Linked DNA regions of Ovis aries: region 1 is linked to region 2. A link is a contact called in public Hi-C data. All regions are on one chromosome and are shown on one strand. The core of a region is the stretch at or near the end of the contact, and the rest is flanking DNA. Distances in the headings are between cores, read along the strand shown.

What was found. Hi-C and Micro-C count contacts between places; a contact is called where the count stands out from the background.
Region 1: a contact with region 2 is called in a Hi-C map of tail adipose tissue, with 4 times the contacts expected there. The contact joins the enhancer-like site here to the promoter of JARID2 in region 2. A contact is called at or near these places in 3 of 16 Hi-C or Micro-C datasets (hypothalamus, muscle and tail adipose tissue).

What each region holds. Positions count from the first base shown.
Region 1 is chr20:41,795,468-41,800,354 of ARS-UI_Ramb_v3.0, reverse strand. No RefSeq gene overlaps it. Among named protein-coding and RNA genes, the nearest start is that of CD83, 84 kb to the left of the region's middle. Within about 2 kb of position 2,369, at least 49 of the 54 cell types and tissues checked have an H3K27ac peak or open chromatin away from gene starts, as enhancers often do. A contact at or near this core is called in hypothalamus, muscle and tail adipose tissue, where this site is marked.
Region 2 is chr20:40,905,900-40,910,589 of ARS-UI_Ramb_v3.0, reverse strand. JARID2 (jumonji and AT-rich interaction domain containing 2) reads left to right here and starts at 2,995. Exons shown (of 19, transcript XM_042236974.2): 1 at 2,995-3,171.

The DNA of each region.
Region 1 (4,887 bases), core at 1,120-3,619, 890 kb before region 2:
CAGTGGGGTCACACACAGGTGGCTCAAGGGTCTTCTAAGGATGGGGGAAGAGGTAGATAGGATTCTTAGCTTTCTCCCTCAAGGCCACCGGAGCAAGCCTAGTCTTTATCTGTTTTACATGTTGGGGTTTTAGGTTAGATTTTATCTCAAAAGCAGAATTCACTTCTAAAGAAAGTAAAAATTAAATCTAGTTCAAACCTCTCAAATTACAGATGAGAAAACCGAGGCCTTGAATCTTGACCCCATGGAGTTGCAAAGTCAGAATGACCCCACTTTCAGGATGAAGGAAATAAGATTCAAAGTTTAAGAGATTTGTAGAAAGGTATGGATTTCATCAAGTGGCAGAACCAGGCTGGAACTAGGTACATGGTATATATTTTTTTATTCCTAGTCCATGACTTTTCCTATCACATCACATTGTTTAATAATACTGACATGTGAGTGACCTTATTGATTCATGATTTAAGAAGTCCCCCAAAGAATATGGGGCTGACATAGAGGAGTTTTAGGGAGCAGCCATCAGTCAGCATGGGCCTACTCCTGGACCATGGAAACAGGCACATCCCTCCTCACTTCTATTCCTCCTGAGTCTATCTCCTTACGCAAGTTCCCTGCTGCAGTGCTGTATTCCCAGAACCTACACAAAGGCTTGGCACTTAGTTCGAGCTCCATTAATTTTTGTCAAATCTTCTTGACTCCTTCAAAACCCTTTCCTGGTCAAGGACTTGAGAATATGATGGATTAAAAAAAATCAAATACTGTATCAAATTTATATACACCTAACCATCAAATACAGTAGGTTTATTTCCACACACAGAAAAGTGCACAAGCCCTGTTCACCGAGTGAATCAACTCAGCTGGCAGCATTATAGAAGAAAGTATGACTCAGAGTGGATCTCCTTCTCCGAGCTGCCCAGGCAATGCCCCACAGAGTCTGGGCATCAGGCAAGGTTCCTGGTGGCAGCTGGCCTCACAGGCCTCTGTGGCTGGCAGAGGGAAGTGCACCATCCTGTCCATAAGCTGCTAGGCAGGTGTTCAACTGCCCTCTGGGGTAGCCTGACCCTGAATGAGCTTAAATAGAAACCAATAAAACCTGGGATCAGAAAGTTATTATACCTTACCCAAAGTGGTTAGCATTTGTAGTAGGTTATTAAAGACTGCTCTTTGATATCTTTGCCTAGGTTACTTTAAGAATAGGAATGGCTAGATCCTGCTGGTTTCAAGATATTCTCGTCTCTATAATACCACCTCACAACAGTATCACAGTCTATTGTCTTTCTTTCAAAGTGCCTTGAGGCAGGGCAAAGGATTAGATGCCCTTCTGAGGCCATCTACACCCTGGATTCATTTCAGAGAAAGAAAACACCAGGTGAACTCCCAAACAACAATAAAGAAGTAAAAGATCTTCCAGGAGAACATTACAAAGCAACGAGAGACACACACACAGAGAAAGAGATGCCCTATTAGAGAAATCACGCATGTGCCTGACCGTGAAACCAGGATGGATGGAAACCATGCTTGTCTCTGTTGGTCCTGGGTTAGCCCATGCCCTGGAACAGACCTCTGACATTCTGTGTCGTGGTCTTCTCTGTATGCAGGGCTGGGCTGGTTTATGTCAGCATGGTGGGATTACCATAAAACTCATTAGATGTCCTTCTGGATGTGGCTTTTCCACTTACAGTAATTAAAACCAACTCCTAAGCGGACTTTTTCTTTTGATCCAATTCGTGACCTTCCTCTGCTTCTGTCTCTTGAAGGGCTAAGTTTTCGGCTCCGTGAGGGCCTAAGGACCGTGCCTGTCTTCTCTACCTGCTACAGGGTTGCCAGCACGGACAGGCCACGGCCAGGAACTTCATTATTCTTTTTGTCTTAATCTCCTTCTGTGGATCCAAGTGGCCGTTTCAGCCCCAAGGCTTTGGCAGGGCAACAAGTAGGTGGGGCGGGGAGAGGGCACCCGAACCCAGGCTCTGGGCGGGGCTCCTGCCGCCTGCTTCCCACCCCGCCGCCGCCCACTGCCCCCCCTCCCCACCCCGGGGTCATTACTTCGAGTCCAGAGAGTGGGAAAGTCCTATTTTAAAGCTCTCTGCTATTTTTCTGTCTTTCGTCCGCCCCTCCGCCGCCAGGGGTTCCCTGCACGAGAGGTGCACCCATTTAGGGAGCCTTTCCGCGTCCCGATCCTGCCCCGGAGCGCAAGAATGCCTCCACTCCCGCGAGCGCCGAGCACACGCACCACCTGACTCGCGCTCCCATTGGCTGCTGCCTGTTGCTAACACACGTGATCAGCGCCGGCGCGCCCCGCCCCGGCCCCGCCCCCGGCCCCGCCCCCGCGGGCTCCCGCGGCTCGGCTCCGAGGCGCGTTCCTGCGGGGGTGGCGTGGGCCGCGCCGGGCTCCGAGCTCTCGGCGGCTAGCCTCTGCAGACTGCAAGGCTCCGCGCGGCGCCCGGGAGGGCGGCCGGCGTCCACAAGGTGGCAGTGCCGCGCTGCTGGTGTCCCGGCCGGGAGTCCGCACGCGCCGCGCCGGGCGGCCGGAGTCCGCACTTCCCTCCTGCCAAAGTTTTAATGAACATATAGACACACCCGGACCTGGGTCACCCCCAGGGTCTGCTGGCCGCGCCCCACAGATCTGGGGGTTCCCCTGGGAGAGATGCACGCCCCGATGGCGTCTTTGTCCCAACTCAGGGAATCAGAACTTGGGGCCTGTCACTGCAGCAAGTATGTTGATGTTTTCAGCAGTTCCCCCCCCCCCCCCTTTGAGGGCCATTCTGAGAATCCATTCGGAAAGAGACAAACACTTGGACAATTACTGTCTTCTTGAGAATACCGCCTCTTTCCCCCTCCTCCCCCGAAGCAATCTGCAGCCCTTTTTTTTTTTTTTTTTTTTTGGTAAAAGGTCTACACCACCACCGTTTCGGAGGATCTCTCCACGCACCCGAGTCCTGGAATCCTAACCCGCTCAAGTAGAGAACATCCCGGGAACGTCCTGGTCCCGAGGCTTGTCCCGGGCTGCCCTTAATTCCAGACTCAGAGAGAGATAAGCTCCTCTGACCTCGTTTGACCCCGCTGCAGGCGTCGGGTGTCCTCATTCAGTGTGTGCGGGTTGGAGGGTCGACTTTTCTCCCTGCTCACTGGAATTTTATTTTTTCCCCCTTAGTTCACTTTCCTCCTTGGCTTGTGGCTGGGCTCACGCCCCCTACCATAGCCTAACCCCGCCCTCCCCCCACCTGCACACACACACACACACACACACACACACACACACACACACACACAAGCACATGCTTCCCACTCTTTTTTGATTGTTCTGAGAGCTCTCTGGGAAAGAGAGAGGCCAGAGGAGGTGAAGGCAAGAAAGGGACTGGGTTGTACATTCCCACTTATGGAGAAAGGAGGGAGAAACACCCCCTTGGCTTCCCATTGTCTATACCACCCAGCCTAGTTCCATGCCCCAGTAGTCAAGCCCTTCCCTTGGGCTCCCTAAGCTGTCCTCCAGGGAATTTCCCACAATGCTCCTAGTCTGCTCCAGCCTAGCAACGGTCCACCTGTGACAGGACTACAGAGGGGGAACTCCTGTTCATAGATGGTGGGGTTTCTACTCATGCTCAAACATAGAACAGTATATGTGCTGACTAAATGCTGCCTGCGGTCTCCAGTGAGATGCAGGTCATCTCTGCAGGAATGCTGGACAGACAAGGCCATCTCTCACCTCCAGGCTGTGTGACAGGAGGCTAAGTACTCAGGAAAGGCCAGTAGGGAGCATTTTTTAGAAAAAATGTTATGCTTTCCCACCTCCCTTAAAATAGGGGAGCAGGGCTTCAGAGAACTACCTGGAGAGCTTTGCAGATGTCTCCTGGAGTTGGGGGTGGGGGGCCACAGGGCCCAAGGTGGCTTCAGAGTAGAGAGACTGTTTACAGTGGCGAGAGAAAGAGCTGGCAAGGCACACATACACTGGCCAGTCTTCTGGTTGGCAAAGTGGGCCTACCTCCCCAGGCAAGGGAGGGGCATAGTCAACAGTGGGAACAAGGACCTGTGGGGGAAGGGTGGCCCACCAGCAGAACCCTTGGGAGGGGACCTCCAGCCATCAGAAAAACCCATGGAAGGACCCCACAAGGGAAAGAGCCAACACCTGTACGTCTGTCTGAACTCCAGTTATCCCCAAGCCCTCCTTGAAGAACTTTGTTCTTTGGCTCCGAGAGATCTGAGCCACCAGCAGTGATTGGAGGGTCTGAGAGGAAGAGATAAACTCTGATCAAGTCGTTTTCCCAAGCAAAAATCCCCAGCTGCCAATTGGTGGAAGGAGAAAAAGTGCTGATTTAAATGAAAGAGACAGGTTTTTAATTTTGATTGGACTAAAATTTTTAATACTGGGGACTGATAATACTGACAACAAAAAACATTTACATCATCTTTAGTGTTTTACCTGTATTCACTCATTTAATCCTCAACAACAGCCTTGAGGGATAGTCTTATTGTCCTTATTGTCCCTTCTCCCTGAGGTCTGAAGAAGTTAAGGAAATAGTGCAAGGTCCACAGTTAGTAAATTGCAGAACCAGGATTTGAATCCAGACTTCAGAGTCTAGGTGTAGAACCCAAGTGCCTCCCCATCTCTGAATCTTTATTCCTATTCTTGACCAAACCTCACTCGACTTCAAGGCTCAGCTCTGCCTGTTCTGGTCTAAGAACCCTCCTTGGCTGAGCCAGCTGAAGGGGCCTCTCTGCTCTGTCGTGTTTTCAGGAGTCTGGTCATGGCTGTGGAGACGCCAGTGCCCTAGGAAAAGATGAGGCATCGTCTGAGGAATCGCCTTCAGAACCCGAGGCACATCTGTTCAGACCTTCGATGCTGACAGCTGTTTTTGAAGGTGAATATGGCGCTTGGAACCATCCAGAAGT
Region 2 (4,690 bases), core at 1,746-4,245:
CTGGAGGTGAGACGAGCTGGGGCCTTAAGGAGTATACAGCACTATGTTGAATTTGGATACTGAAAGAGGAAAAACAGTGGTGCTTCAAAACAGAATTGGAGATGATAAGTCAACAGACTAAGTGGCTGCCAAATTTTAAATAGTCAGGCATTATAGTTTGGGTGAAATATACATTAGTAAGCATTACTGGACACTTCCAAATTCTGAGAAGTTTTAGAGAGAATTAGAGCTTTAGAGAGAATATGAGAAGTAGACAACATGGTCTCTGATTTTAAAAAGCTTATTTCTTTATTTGGAGAGGAGATGGGAATATAAGACAAAATTGGAGAATCTAAGCATGTAAGTATCTTATACAGAGTATAAGTAGGGGAAGATGGGCTGTTAAGGCAGGATTTCTGCAGAAGACGAACCCTGAGTTGTTTCTTAGGAGAACCTTGGAGTTGATTCATGTTTGAAAGCACCTAGGAGTAACTTGTGTCATTCCTTGCATTAAGAGGGAAGTTTCAATATGCATATAATGTAGGACTGTGCATTATTCTTCTGTCCTTGGTCTTTATTAACTTTTTAATTCTTTCCTTGTCATTTCTTATAGGAAATCAAGTGGAGGGCTAGACTGCTTGATTCAGTATGGTCGCTCATACAGATGTGTACCCAGAATAGTAAGGGCCTGCTTCTATTCCTGTCTGATTTGTTACCTCTTCCTCTTTCACATCCATCATGTTCCCAGTCTTCCTATGATGGATAATTGACCTAATTAAGAGTATAAAAGGTAAGATTAAAGGAATGATATTTAGACTCTGCCCCATTAGTCACCATTCCCTCCAGCTAACCAGTTCCCAAGTCCTGTTGACTTTTGACATTCTAAATATTTCTCAACCTGTTCTCTGCTCTCTCTGCTCTTTCCTCTGCTGCTCTATTCAGATCATAACCATTTCTCATCTTATTTATGCTAGTACATTGCAACTGGTTTCTAGCTCTTCCTGCCTCTCTTTTCTTCAATCCTCAACTTCATCTCTCACAATCAGAATCACTTTTCAAATACACAAAGCCGCTTTATCCCTCTAGTGAAAATCCTTCTGAGCTTCTTTTTAGCTTACAGGCAAAGTCCAAAGTGGCATGCAGGTCCTTTCTCGTTCGGGCTCCTCTTCACCTCTCCGTTTTCTCTTTGGTTACTTCTAAAGAAAACTGAGTCCCATCCATGAGTGTGGTGTTTTTTTTTTTTTTTTTTTTTTTTAGGTCTCAAGGATTTTATTTTTTTAATGCAGTAAAGTTGCTTAGCATACTTTAAACTGCTGAACTCCTACTCATCCTTCAAAACTCCTTCATTCCTGGTCACCTCAGTAATGTATTCCCTTGACCACCTTTTCATAGTTCAAATACAGTACTTTTCAGAGGTATCATAGTCAGTCATGAGTCTGCCTTTTCTACTGAGCTGTGTGCTTCTTAACAAAGGACTTTTGAGTGTTCTCTGTCTTCAGATGAGATCAGTGGGGGCATGTAGGTCCTGTAGCAACACTGTACCTAGTGAGGTCTTCCCCCACCCTCCTATCCCTCACACCACGACTTGAAGAGGTCAAGATAAGTGCTGGAAGAGGTTAAAATCATTAGGAGAAAGAGTGATAATTCACTGATAGAGGACGAAAAAGAGGGGTAAAAAGACAGGAAAGGTAAAAGGAAGTTCATCAGGAGATAGTTGCTTCCACAACAGGAAAAGCTTTCAACCCCTAAAAAGACCAGTCTATTTTCCCTTTCAGGGAAAACAACATGAATGTTATCCAAATCTTTTGGAAATGAGCAAATTCCTTCCTTTCGCTTGCCCTCCAGCCTCAACTAGAATGGTTTTTATGTGGTGACCTGGAGTTGGTAGCTCAGCAGGGGAGTTCTCCGCCTGGGGATGGAGAAGCCTAGCCTCAGAGGCTAGCTGAGAGAACCTAGAAGAAACCCACCTTTGTTCTTAAGAATTTTGCCTGGGGAAGGGCAGATCTGACATTAAACCTCCTGAGAGCTGGCTAAAACCCTGAGTGTGAAGTGGAGGCTGCCAGTATACAGGTCATAATAATCAGAAAGTCTCTTGAAACCACCTCATTGTAAAAAGTCACTTGTATAAAGTCACTTGGGTGGCCAGTATGGAAAAATGTAATCTGTTCTATTGGGTCCTTCAGGATATGTGCCATATGAAGGCACAGAAGGTCATTTATTTTTATGACTGAAATCAACATATGACACATTATTTCAATTTTGAAAGCAGATCTTTTAAAAAAAGGTAAAGTCATAATTAAAAAGCATTTTAAAATAGCGCTTTATTGAGAATTCCCCTGTGGCCCAACCGTTAGGACTGTGATTCCACTTCAGGGCCACGGGTTCCATCCCTGATCAGGGAACTAAGATCCAGCATACCATGCTGTGCAGCAAAGGCAAAACTTTATCTGATTTACTGAAATCTTTTAATAACGTGTCTGTTTTTTAGCTGGGCTAACACTATTACATAATCCACTCCATAAGATGTGATGATCACTAATTTGTTGATGAAATCGACCAGCTCAGACAGGCCATCCTGTACCTTTTAGGAAAGGGCCCTGGGTGGTGTGACAGGTCTCTCACCTCCAGTTTCGGAGACCTTTCTAGACACTCCTCAAACACTTCAAACACTGCTGCGGATAAAACCTAACGATTATGATACTTCCGACATAAGGAGAATCTAGGGGATGGGAAGGAGAATTGAATGTATAGGAATGAGTATGAAGGCGTACTTAATTTCACTTCTCGTTTCTTAAAAGAACTGCCCGAGAGGAGATCCTTTAAAACATCACTGCTCTACACATACGGTGCGAATAAGGAAATTAACAATGCAGACCGGCTAAGAGAGACTTGAAGTAGCTAATAAAGCGAAGGCCGAAGAGATACACCGGGACCGCCTCCTTCATTTAGATCAACGATTAAATGAGCACAACAGGGGGCAGAGGCAGGTAGAACGCGGGTTCTCGCGTGGCTACCGCGGGTGGTATTCCCGGCAATCGGCGTTCCAGACGCTTCCTCGCGGTGTGCGGGTCTGTGTGGCTCGGACTCCATATTCCACTCGTTTCCCCTCAACGTTGTAGCCTCGCTAACAGGCACTCCAGACGCAAGAGACGCCGGGACCAGCCAAGATCCAGCGCGATCTCTTAAAAGACGGTGATTTTTTTTTTTTGTAGGAGGCGGCGGCCGGGGCTTCCCTTTTGGGGTCCCCCCACCCCCGACGCCGTTCTCGCCCGCCAGGCCGCGTGCCGCGCCGGGAGGTGGCCTTTCCGCGAGGTGACCTCGGGCTCCCCCCGAGCCCGACCGCAGCACGCTCCGTGTGGAGACGCGAGGCGGTGTCCTGAGGTGACACCGGCTGTGCCGCCGAGGCAGCAGGCGCCGCCGATCAACTAGTTCGCACCGAGGATTCCTCTTGGTGCGTGGCCCAGTTTTCCTCAGGACGGGCTCCAACCCCTAGCCGACACCGCCCCCCGCGCCGCCACGCTCCGAGGCCTTCCCCCGGGACGCGGCGCGTCCCTCCCCCGCCGCTCGGCGCGGCGCGCGCGCGATTCCTCGATTCCACAGGCGGTTCGCGCCGCGGGTGGGGGCGGGGCGCGCGGGGAGGGGGCCGGCCGCCGCGGGGGGAGGGGGGCCGTGGTCGGGGGGCGGGGGCGGGCCGGCGTGGGGAGTTCCTCGCTCGCGGACCACACGCTCTGCGGGCCAATCCCGAGCCAGCCTCGCTCAGTGTCACACGCGGGACACGTCCAAGCGTTTGTTGGCAGGGCCGGCGAGGGGGGCGGGGGCGGGGAGGAGGGGAAGGGAGTTGAGTGACAGGCTTGCGGGGCAGGCTGGGAATTGTAGTTCCCAGCGCTCATGGCCATAGCCATTTTGTAGTCGGGGGACTACAACTTCCAGAAGATCAAGGGGACCATTCTAAGGTGCCCCGGGAATAGGCGGCTCTCCCCGGGGCCAGGAGTCCTGGGGCACTGGCACCCAGCAGCCCGGCTGCAGGTAGACACGAGGCGTGGCGGGGTCTAGCGTTGTGGCGGCCGAGGGGTGAGCGGCAAGCTGGGGAAAGGGGGTGAGGTGGAGCGACCGAGCGTGCCATGCATTGAGCTAGGGAGCCTCTCTCAATTCCAGTCTTAGGCTTGGCGTGGGAGCGATGCCTGCGGGGTGGCCCTAGAAGGGTTTGTCGAGGCCTCTCGGGTATCTCGTCGACGGGGCCGTGAGGGTCCTCTGGGCTGGGCCAGGGGCGGTCGGCACCGGAGTAGGCGGGCTCCTGGTGGCCCAGCTGTGGGAGTTTTCGGCTGGCGTCCGGCGGGGAATTATCCGAGGAGCCCTAACTTGTATAAAAGCAGAGTCCATTTAAAGTTGGGCTGGATAGCCTCTATCTCATTGGTTAGGGGGCTTGGAAAAAAGAGACTCGGCGAGCCCTCGCTGTGGTGCTGCCGCCGCCGCCGCCGCCGCCGCCGCTGGAGTTGACTCTTCTGCTCGCACTGCTGCTGCAGCACAAACGTGACTTCCAACATTTTTTATTTATCTTTCCCTTTTCTTTTCCAAGATGTAACTACAGCTCAGACACTAAGGACCTTCACGTTTCGCTGATGTAGTTTTTGGAGGAAAAAGGGGGGGGAGTGAAGGGCGTCGGTTTTTTTTGTGTGTGTGTGTTTCGGGGGAAATTTTCCATTATGAGTGT